Linked DNA regions of Rattus norvegicus: region 2 is linked to region 1. The links are chromatin contacts, called in public Hi-C maps. All regions are on one chromosome and are shown on one strand. Each heading gives the region's core, a stretch centred on a gene start, on an enhancer-like site or on the middle of the called end of the contact. The rest is flanking DNA. Distances are from core to core; before and after follow the strand shown.

Region 1 (4,268 bases), core at 523-3,022:
AGAATGTGACATTCAGTGTTATTTACTCACCCGTTGAGACGTATCTCTCCTCACAGCTCCCCATCTGAGGACTCAAAGAAGCAGCTGAGCATCTCCACCTCCAGATGAGGTACATTGTGACTCGGTGGCCACCTGTACTGTCCAAAAGGACACAAATTACAGGTTAGGACAGCCTAGTTCTGCCAAGACAGAATAAGCTAGTCCTTACTAATTCCTGTTTCACTAAGGTCTGTCAGATTCCTGGGCCAGAAGGCTGAAGACTGATGCTCCAACTTCCTGACATACTAGGGCTGTATCGGGAGGCCGCTGTCTCTACAACTTGTCTCCGTTCTAGAAGCTGTGTTAGGCTTCCTGTATTCTCAGATAATATTGGTTGTTCTCAGGTTTCTGACGGGGTTATCGTTGCATAGCCAACTCAGGCTATTTAACATTGAGAGAATATATTAAAGGAGAGTTTTCAGATAGTGTACAAGGTAACCAGGACATAATCCACATTTTAAGCCTTTCTTAAGTTAGGATAGATAACAGAGTGTTCTATGTAATTGACAAAAATGATGGACTGGGTGTTAGGTGTATTTTGTACTTTGTAGCTTACAGAATGGTAATAGTTGTGCTCAGCTTATATTTGAGAGAAAAGTTCCTTTTTTAATTAGACAGAAAGGGTGAAATGTGGCAGAACCTTCCCCTAATGAATAAAGATATCAAGGGACCAATCAATTGGCAAGAAGTAGGTGGTACATCTGGGTCAGAGGAGGCAAGGAAAGGACTGGGGGGGGCGTAGAGGTAGGGCAGGGGGGTAGTGGATGGCATGGAGTCCAAAATATAGGTAGGGGAGGCCCCTAGTTCAGGTGGTGGATCTATTGGGATTTGCTACTGGAGGATTTAACTTAGAATGGCTTACATTTAGGATGCTAGCTGCTGTTCCAACGATCGTGTTACCTCTTGATTCTAAACAAACAAACAAACAACAACAACAACAACAAAAAAGAGTGCAGCTTTCTCTGTGGTCATTTACATCCTCCAGACCTTTTATTTTTTAGACTTAAATCCACTTGTGTGACCTTTACCCATCCTAACATTTGAGCATTTGCTTCTGAGCCTACCTCCTTTCCAGCTGGATGAATTGCCACGGACAGGTGACACTTTTCTTTTTAAATGTCTGTGCATGTGTGTTTGTGTGAGGATATGTACACACAAATGCAGTCGCCCTGCAAGTCTAGAAGAGGGGATCATATCCCCTAAAGCTGGAGTTACTGTGGTTGTGAGCTGCCTGGTATGAGTGCTGGGTCCTCTGCAAGAGAAATATGAGTTCTTAACCTCTGAGCTATCTCTCCCTCAGGTGACATCTTCATTTCCACTCACTTCAGCTTCGTGGGATGTGCTTCCCAGAACTTCTGGTGACTGGCATTCTTAAACAGAAAAGAGGAGGTCTGCTTCTGAATTCAGATAAGATGGTGCCCAGCAAAACCCATGGGCCACTCACTCAGCATGGTCTCTTGAGCCTTAACAGCCTTCATTGTTTTTGACAGGACACTCTGGGAGGGTCCAGTGCTGCAAAATCCTGAAGAAATGCAGAATCTTGGAAATCACTGCCTGGTTCACATGCCACAAGGAACAGAAAGCAGGACACAGCCATCTCTGCCAGTGTTTCTCTCCTTTCTCTTTTTACATAAATTCTTATGTAATCCAGCACCTGCTCTATACAGGGCCATCTCAGCCTTCCCTGTGTTAACTATCATCCCACACTCACTGTCACAGCCTCCTACGTTCCCACTCTTTTTCTCTCACACACACATATGGCCGCAGTTCCAGGAACACTTATGCATACAATCATACTCTGACATGCACTCTCTTCGTGTGTGTGTCTCTCTCTCTGTTTCTGTTCTCTGTCTCTCTCATACAAACATCCCTCCCTCCTGGGGTCTTCTACATGGGACTGTAGATGGCCAATGTGTGTCAGTGTATGGATGTGCACAATGTGTGCATGAATGTGTGTGAGAGAATGTGAGTGAGACTTGAGTGTGAATGTTTGAGACGTGTGGAGCGAGGGTGTGAGAAGACATGTGTGTGCGTGTGTAAGTGTTAGACTACACAGCAGGCACCGACACCTTTGGATGAACTGTGAGTGTTTGGGGGACCTCTGGAAGGAACCAGACTCCTTTCTCAACATTTTTGGGGGCCTTTGACCTTGGTCGTGACATCCTCTGCAGGTGCCTTGTACCCTTAGGGTGACTCCAAACTACACTCATCATCTAGGACACCCTGGTGCTAAGATAGGAATGAACTCCTTGCTAGCAGAACATGCTGTGCAAGGTAGAATAGGAGCAAATAGAAGCTCCCACACCACCCACGCACAAGGCTGCAGCAGGCAGGGGGATGACTGATGGCTGAGTCCTAGGCAGCTGTGGGAGCAATCCCAGCCAAGGCTCACTGCTCTGAGGCTTAATTAATGCTTTTCCTTGTTATTTTATGTCAGTCTCCTTCCAACGAGTCTCCGCAAACGACGCTGTAGTTTGAGCTCCCTACCCCTACACACACAAGCATTCATTTAAAAGTAGCCCAATAAAATTCAACCCAGAGCAGGACACCTTTGACCATTAGCTTGGGCTAGTTTTATAAAGTAGTATATGTGTGTATTTATACGTATATAAATTAACACACATATACATATATTTAACTAGTCTGAATGTTGCTAATCTTTTCCCTAGGGCAGAATCTTGTGGGGATGTGGCTGGAATCGAGGCAATTATAGTTGAGATCGGATGCATCCCACTGTGCTGAGGAGCTCCCTATCTTCCCACCCCTAGGTGAGTTCTGCAACATTCCTGACGAGGTGTCACCTGTTCCTCTGCTTCCTGCAATGCCATATCCTCATCTCACCAGACTTGTACCACTGCCAGGCCCCTGCCCTTTGGTTCTGTCAGCTAGAGACTTTCGTGGTGATCTAAGAAGCACTGACACAGGGCGCCCCAGCCTGCCTCGGAAGGGCTTTGTTGCCAGCCTCTTAGTTTTGAAGGCTCATTGGGTAGAAACAGAAATGAAAGCTGAGACATCATTCAAGGGCAGACAAGGAGCTGGGAGAGCCCAGGTTTCCCCACAGTTCCGTGTGCGGAAGACTCTGTGAACTAGAGTGTAAGGAGACCTCCGAGGTCGGAAGCCACCAGCAAACAGGGCTATCATGGCCTAACACTAGAGACTTGGAAGTCACTGGGCTATCATAACCCAAACACCACAGATTGGGGACATCAGATGGGCTGGCCTGACCCAACACAACAGACAGGGGAGGTCAGGTGAGTTATCAAGACCAAACACCAGAGACTGGAGAAGTCTAGGGTTGAGGGCCGGCTGCCTCAGTCCCTGGACCGTTTACTCGCATGCACTTAGCTGCGTTTTAATATCCTCACATGGCAGAGAGAGAGTTCAGGCCACTAATACTGATGTAGGGGCCTCATCTTCATGAGCCCATGGATACCTGATCACCTTCCAGCTCCAACACACGGGGGGCTGAGCCGTCATCCTAAGATTGAGGGCGTGGCTGAACCATAACTGTAGTAAAAGATAATTTTTAAAATCCTCTACCCTACCTGCCTTAGACCATTTATGTTCTGGATGAAAGACACACACACACAGCCTTGAATTTTAAAATATGTCTTAGGGTACAATAGCTAGACAGCTGCCTGCCCTCTATGTTGTTAGAACCCACTTTCTTATTGATAATTCTAGTTACTACTTACTAAGTTCTTTGTGCCACCTGAGTTGCTCTTAACTTCAACTACGCAGCCCTCTGGACCATGTTCTCTTGACTCCTAACCCATGTCCGCTCTCCTTTCTCTTCTCCTGCATGTTCTTTCTCCCACGGTGGCTTCTTCGGCCTCTCTGCCCCTTCCCTGAGCCTTCCAAAACTCAACCCCACCTATTTCTCTTCTCCTCCGCTATTGGCTGTTGACATCTTTATTTACCAATCATAATCAACTGGGGGAAAGATCACTCGGTGTCCTATGTGTTGGGGCAAACAGCCTCGAGGCCCCAAATTAACATTAGATTACAACCAACATTCAGCCAACCCACTATGCTTAACTACTGATAGAGGAGTCCTGACCTATGGTAGAACCTTCTCCAACCTGGCCCAACCTGTGCCTTTTCTTTCCCAATCGTGGGATCTCTTGGTCCCATGAGACACCTGTCTCAGTGTGGCCTGATGCCTTGACTTCAGGAGAGCCCACCACCTTTATTATCCCAGTGACAATAAACTCCATTCCTTCACATGG
Region 2 (4,928 bases), core at 301-2,800, 44 kb before region 1:
GATGTATACAGAAATAGATTGCTTGTTCCATGCGGGCAGAGGCTGCGTACACAGCTTCCCAGAGAGTTTTGTAGCAGCAGACCTTACAGAGAGCTCTACTCTGGGCAGCTTTCTCTGGCATCCTAGAGGGCAGATGTCTAACAAGATGAAACCATGTCCTCAGACTGTCCACATGAACCAGGCAGTAGGCTCCTCTCTCCCTCCCAGCTGTTGGAGCTCATCTTCCAGCCCTTGGGCCAGTGGCCAGTCTTTTAATCTGGTCTTCCAATCTGCAGGATACCCTTCTCTTCAACCAGCCAATCCTGCTGTAGCGCCTGAGCCTGTATTAAACTCTCCTTGTTCAAATCACTGGGCAGCTGCTTTCTCTTCACTGGGTCCAGACGGACACGCTCCTTGACAGCACACCACACACAACTTAAAAGGAGATGCTGCTCCGTCTCTCATGGGCAGACAATACTGAGGGCACATGGCCAGAGCACGGGTCTTCAAGGTAAGAGACTGGCTTTGGAGCTAAGTGTGGGCTTTTGAAGGTGAGAACTTCTCAATCTTTGCCCTCATCTGTAGTCTGCAGATGATAATGGCCTTCGTGTAGATGGAGCAAAAAGCTAAGCTGCTGCAATGAAGTCATGTTGTGAATGAAAGCACATGGCTGATTCTCTAAAGGGACCCTGGGACGAGGGCTTCTTCATGAAAGAACTCCTGTGTTCCATGGGTCCTCCAGGAAAGCTGGTATCTCCATCCTCTCAGTTTGCCGTCCTCCTCTCTGCATGGTTGCCATTCACAGGAAGAGGTTAGTAGCCCAAGGAGGAAGAGCACATACTCATATATTGAGACCCAGACTCAGAAATGCTGCCTTCCACTGGGGCTAGGAAGTAAAAGAGACCAAGGATAGGGCTTCAAGTGTTGAAAAGGATACCCTCAATGACCTAAGGACCCACAATAGACCCCACTTCTTACAGGGCCCACCATCTCTCAACAGCACCCATGAACAGATTTATAATGGATCCAGAGGATAGTTGACAGACTGCACGATTCCCTGGGTCCTCATTCTCCTGAAATCCAGCCCACCCTGGCCTTCTGGATGAGCACTGAAAACCTCCAGCAGCTTCCCCACCTCGTGCATAGAAGTTCTTCAAAACTGACTCATGTTTTCTGAACTTTCAGCCATTGCTCCATATGCAAACACCCAGGAAACCTGAGCTCAGATTTCTCGAGTCCCAGATGGCTTCTAATTTGTGACGTGGGAGGAAAACTCTGTATTCCCTAGCAGATGTACAGGGGCTGCTGCTATTCATCTCACCACCACTTCCGACTTTCAGCATGGAAAGTTTCTCCCAAGCTCTATTGGTCTTAATTCTAAAATGTTAAAACAGAATGATGGGGGTGCGCATGCCTTTCCCACCAAGCCAAAGCCATTACCAAACAGACTATAGGTCACTGGGGTATCCCTTCAACCCCTGGGGGCTTGAAGACTCACCCTTGGTCTCTTTTACTTCCTAGCTATGGATTAAGCAGTTTTGCTCTGTCCCATGTTCTTGGAATGTCCTCTGCCTTCAGGAGAAGCTCAAGAAGCAAAGGTCTGCTCAGCCATAGAGTAGATCCCAAACCACGAGCCACAACAGACCTCACTTTATAATTTAGTTACTTCAGGTGTTTGGTTGTAGTTACAGGAAGCTGACTGACATGCTATCTATGGTAAGTCAGCATTCCAGGACCCATGGTAAGATTTTGAAAATATGGACCTACCTAAGTCTCATAAAACTATCTTGACATAGGACTGTCATGACCATTGGAGCTGGGCAAAGGGAAGCAGAACATGGTGGAGAACTGAACTAAAGCTTCCAAACTAGCCAGGAGTGGATTTGCAATTAAAAATCAATTTGGTTGCTGGAGCCCAGCAAGTTTTCTCTGTAGAACATCAACCAGGAAACAGTTTAAGGCTTTGCAGGACACATGTCTCCTACCACGACTACTCAGCCACTAACAATGTGAAGTGAAAAGTGCATTTGTGTCCAGGGAAATTTTATTGTTGGGGACGTAGAGATGGCCCAGTAGTTAAGAGAGAACACCGGAGGAGTGATGGCTCAGAGGTTAAGGGTGCACACTGCTCTGGCAACGGACCAGGGTGGAGTTCCCACTACCGATGCATCCATCGCAACCATCTATCAATCACTTCAGTTCCCAAAGACCCAAGGTCTTCTTCCTGTCTCCAGAGTCAGGTGGTGCACGTGTACACAAGCAGGCAAGACGTTTATACACGCTATATTTTTTATATACACGTTATAAAAATAAATCTAAGAAAACCCTTAATCACTCAACACCAAAGTCACAAGCTTATATAAATGTGCATCATTAACTTTTATGCTTCACCTCTTCGGTTAATTAATTATGTATAAAATCATTCTTAGCTCACTGCTTACACTTCCCTCTCACCTCATGAACTTCATGCAACTGACCTGGATGCTCTTTAGTTTTTTGGAGTTGTCTCCTAACACGTCACCCTCTGAGCACTGCTGGTCCCTGGTACCATCCTGGAAGCTCTCAGTCTTCCCCTGGGAGGTAGGTCCTGCTCTTGTCATTCACACTAAACTGGACAGTGTATGGCATGAGGTGGGACAAAGCCCTGCAGATACCAGGAAAGGAAGGTAGGATGAGCACTCACAGGAGCTGAGGATGAGGGATGCTCAATTGATCAGTCTCCTAGAAGTGGATGACAGAGGGCACCTGCTACTGTGCTCCGGAAGAGGATGCTGAGCCTGGTACTCTCAGTACCAACCTGGAGAGGGGACCACTGCTGAGGGAGGTCTGGTCAGACAGAAGCTGCTCGCAGTGCCTTCTCACCAGAGCCTTCCATCAGCCCGCCCTGACGACTCTCCTCCTAGAGCATGATCAGCAGTGTGTGTCTGCCTGGCCATCCAGGCTGGGGATAAACACACTCGCTTGCCTGGGTTACACTTACTTCATTGGTGTGCGTTTGGGAACGGGGGAGCAGCTGGAATTCATGTTTCCTGGGAAGGAGCAGGTGGAAGCGGAGGGGACCTGGTGGTTTCTGGGAATCCGCATCCTCCATAAAGTACGAGAGAGTGAATACTTGCGGTTTGCACAGACTGCCGTGACTGTGCATCTGCTGCTGTAGAGGAGAAGCAGCTGCTGTCAGCCCCGGGAAGATGAATGGGGCAGCTGCTCAGGCACGGCCTCTGGAGCTCCCTCTGGGCTCCCCGACCTCAGTTCCTGCCCCTCGTTAGCCTCGTGGGGCTGCTGTACCTGAGTACCTCAGGCTGGCCACAGGACTCACTCAGCCTTGAGACACCACTGAGACTAGAAACCTCAGTGTTGGCTGAGCCCTCTTCCTCCCAAGGTCACAAGGAAGACCCCTCCCCTGATTCTTCCAGGTTCTGCTGGCCTCTGGCTACCCTCAGTAGTCCTTGGCTTGTGGATGCATTGCGTAAATCCCTGCCTCCCTCTTCGCAGAGCCTTTATCTTTATCCAGACGGCCCATGTGAGGACGCTCACCTTACCCAAGTAGCCCCATCTTAAAACCACACCTGCAAAGATTCTATTCACAAGTGGGGCCATATGCAGGGCTTCTGGCTGGGTACAAATTTGCAGAAGCTGAGGGAACACACTGTGATCCAGTGCTCACCTGTACGCACATGCTGGGTTGTTCTATCTCTTGATAGAGCCTCACGATACAGCCCTGGATGGCTTGGATCTCAGCATGTAGGCCACGATGGCCTTGAGCACATAGAGCTCCACATGCCTCTGCCTCCTGAGGGCTGGGATTAAGGGCATGCACCACCATGCCCAGCTATGTTGTTGGATTTCTTCAAACTTTTACATTAACTAATTTATTTATGTGTGTGTGCGTAGGTCAGGTTTTGGGAGGTGACTCTCTCATTCCACCACCTGGATCCTAAAAATTGAATTCAGGTTGTCGGGCATGTCAACAAGCCCTTCCTCACCTGATGCTCCTCCCCGGCCCACATTGTTTGATTTCTCTGGCCGAAGGGTAGCATAAATTACAGGTAATGAAAGCAGCTCTGGGTTCACCTCAGGAGAGGAAAGAATGATAGTAAAGGGTATTTGTCAGTTCAGGCATGAGCACCCAGTGCTAAGCCAAGATGGCGCCATCAGATTTGTGGAAAAAGCTGAGAGCACGAAAAGCCTGCTTCCATGGGTGGTTTTGTTGTGCCTCTTGGTCTTGCTGTTTCTGAGCTGGTTAGGACGATTTGTGCAACAGCTCTGAGCACACACTGACAGGCCCCTCGGCTACAGTTGTGAACAGCATTACTAGGCAGGCTTGTCACTGTGCAGGCCTGGACTGTCCCACAGTGTGCCTCCCCTCTAGACACACACCTCCCAGTACTTTGCTGTCCATTATGCAATGGTGTTTGTGTCCGACTGTAGAAAAGGCCCAATAAAGACGGTAGGTGATGGGAGCGCTTAACTCCACTGCAATATGATTGCTGACTACCTTATAGATGGTGGATTGACAGAAACATCACTATGTGGTGAATGGCAGCATCCAAAGGCCTCCACGATGGGGCTGAGGATATAGCTTACTTGGTAGAGCATGTATGAAGTTCTGGGTTCAGTTCTCGGCTTGCATACTCCAGGAGAGGTACAAGCCTGTGTTGCTAGCATCTGAAGACAAAGGCAGGAGACTCAAGGTCACCTCAGCTATGTAGCAAGTTCCAGAGTAGCCCAGGCACCAGTACCCATCTCACAAACAGAACAAAACAAAACAAAACAAAAATCTACCCTAATCTGGAAATCTCACCAGGCTCCATCCTCAACAGAGGACTATGAGTAAGTAATGACTGCTGAGAGGGGGAGATTTAGTCTCCCCCCGAGGCTCCCAGTACCAAGTGGTCAGCCCTGAAATAAGATACATACATACAAGCAATACTAGGCATATGCACCACATA

Evidence for each region. Hi-C and Micro-C count contacts between places; a contact is called where the count stands out from the background.
Region 2: a contact with region 1 is called in a Hi-C map of frontal cortex, with 2.8 times the contacts expected there. The contact joins two enhancer-like sites. A contact is called at or near these places in 4 of 12 Hi-C or Micro-C datasets (frontal cortex, kidney, liver and 1 more).

What each region holds. Positions count from the first base shown.
Region 1 is chr2:84,095,160-84,099,427 of GRCr8, reverse strand. No RefSeq gene overlaps it. Among named protein-coding and RNA genes, the nearest start is that of Ankrd33b, 28 kb to the right of the region's middle. Within about 2 kb of position 1,772, at least 26 of the 93 cell types and tissues checked have an H3K27ac peak or open chromatin away from gene starts, as enhancers often do.
Region 2 is chr2:84,137,828-84,142,755 of GRCr8, reverse strand. No RefSeq gene overlaps it. Among named protein-coding and RNA genes, the nearest start is that of Ropn1l, 24 kb to the left of the region's middle. Within about 2 kb of position 1,550, at least 10 of the 93 cell types and tissues checked have an H3K27ac peak or open chromatin away from gene starts, as enhancers often do.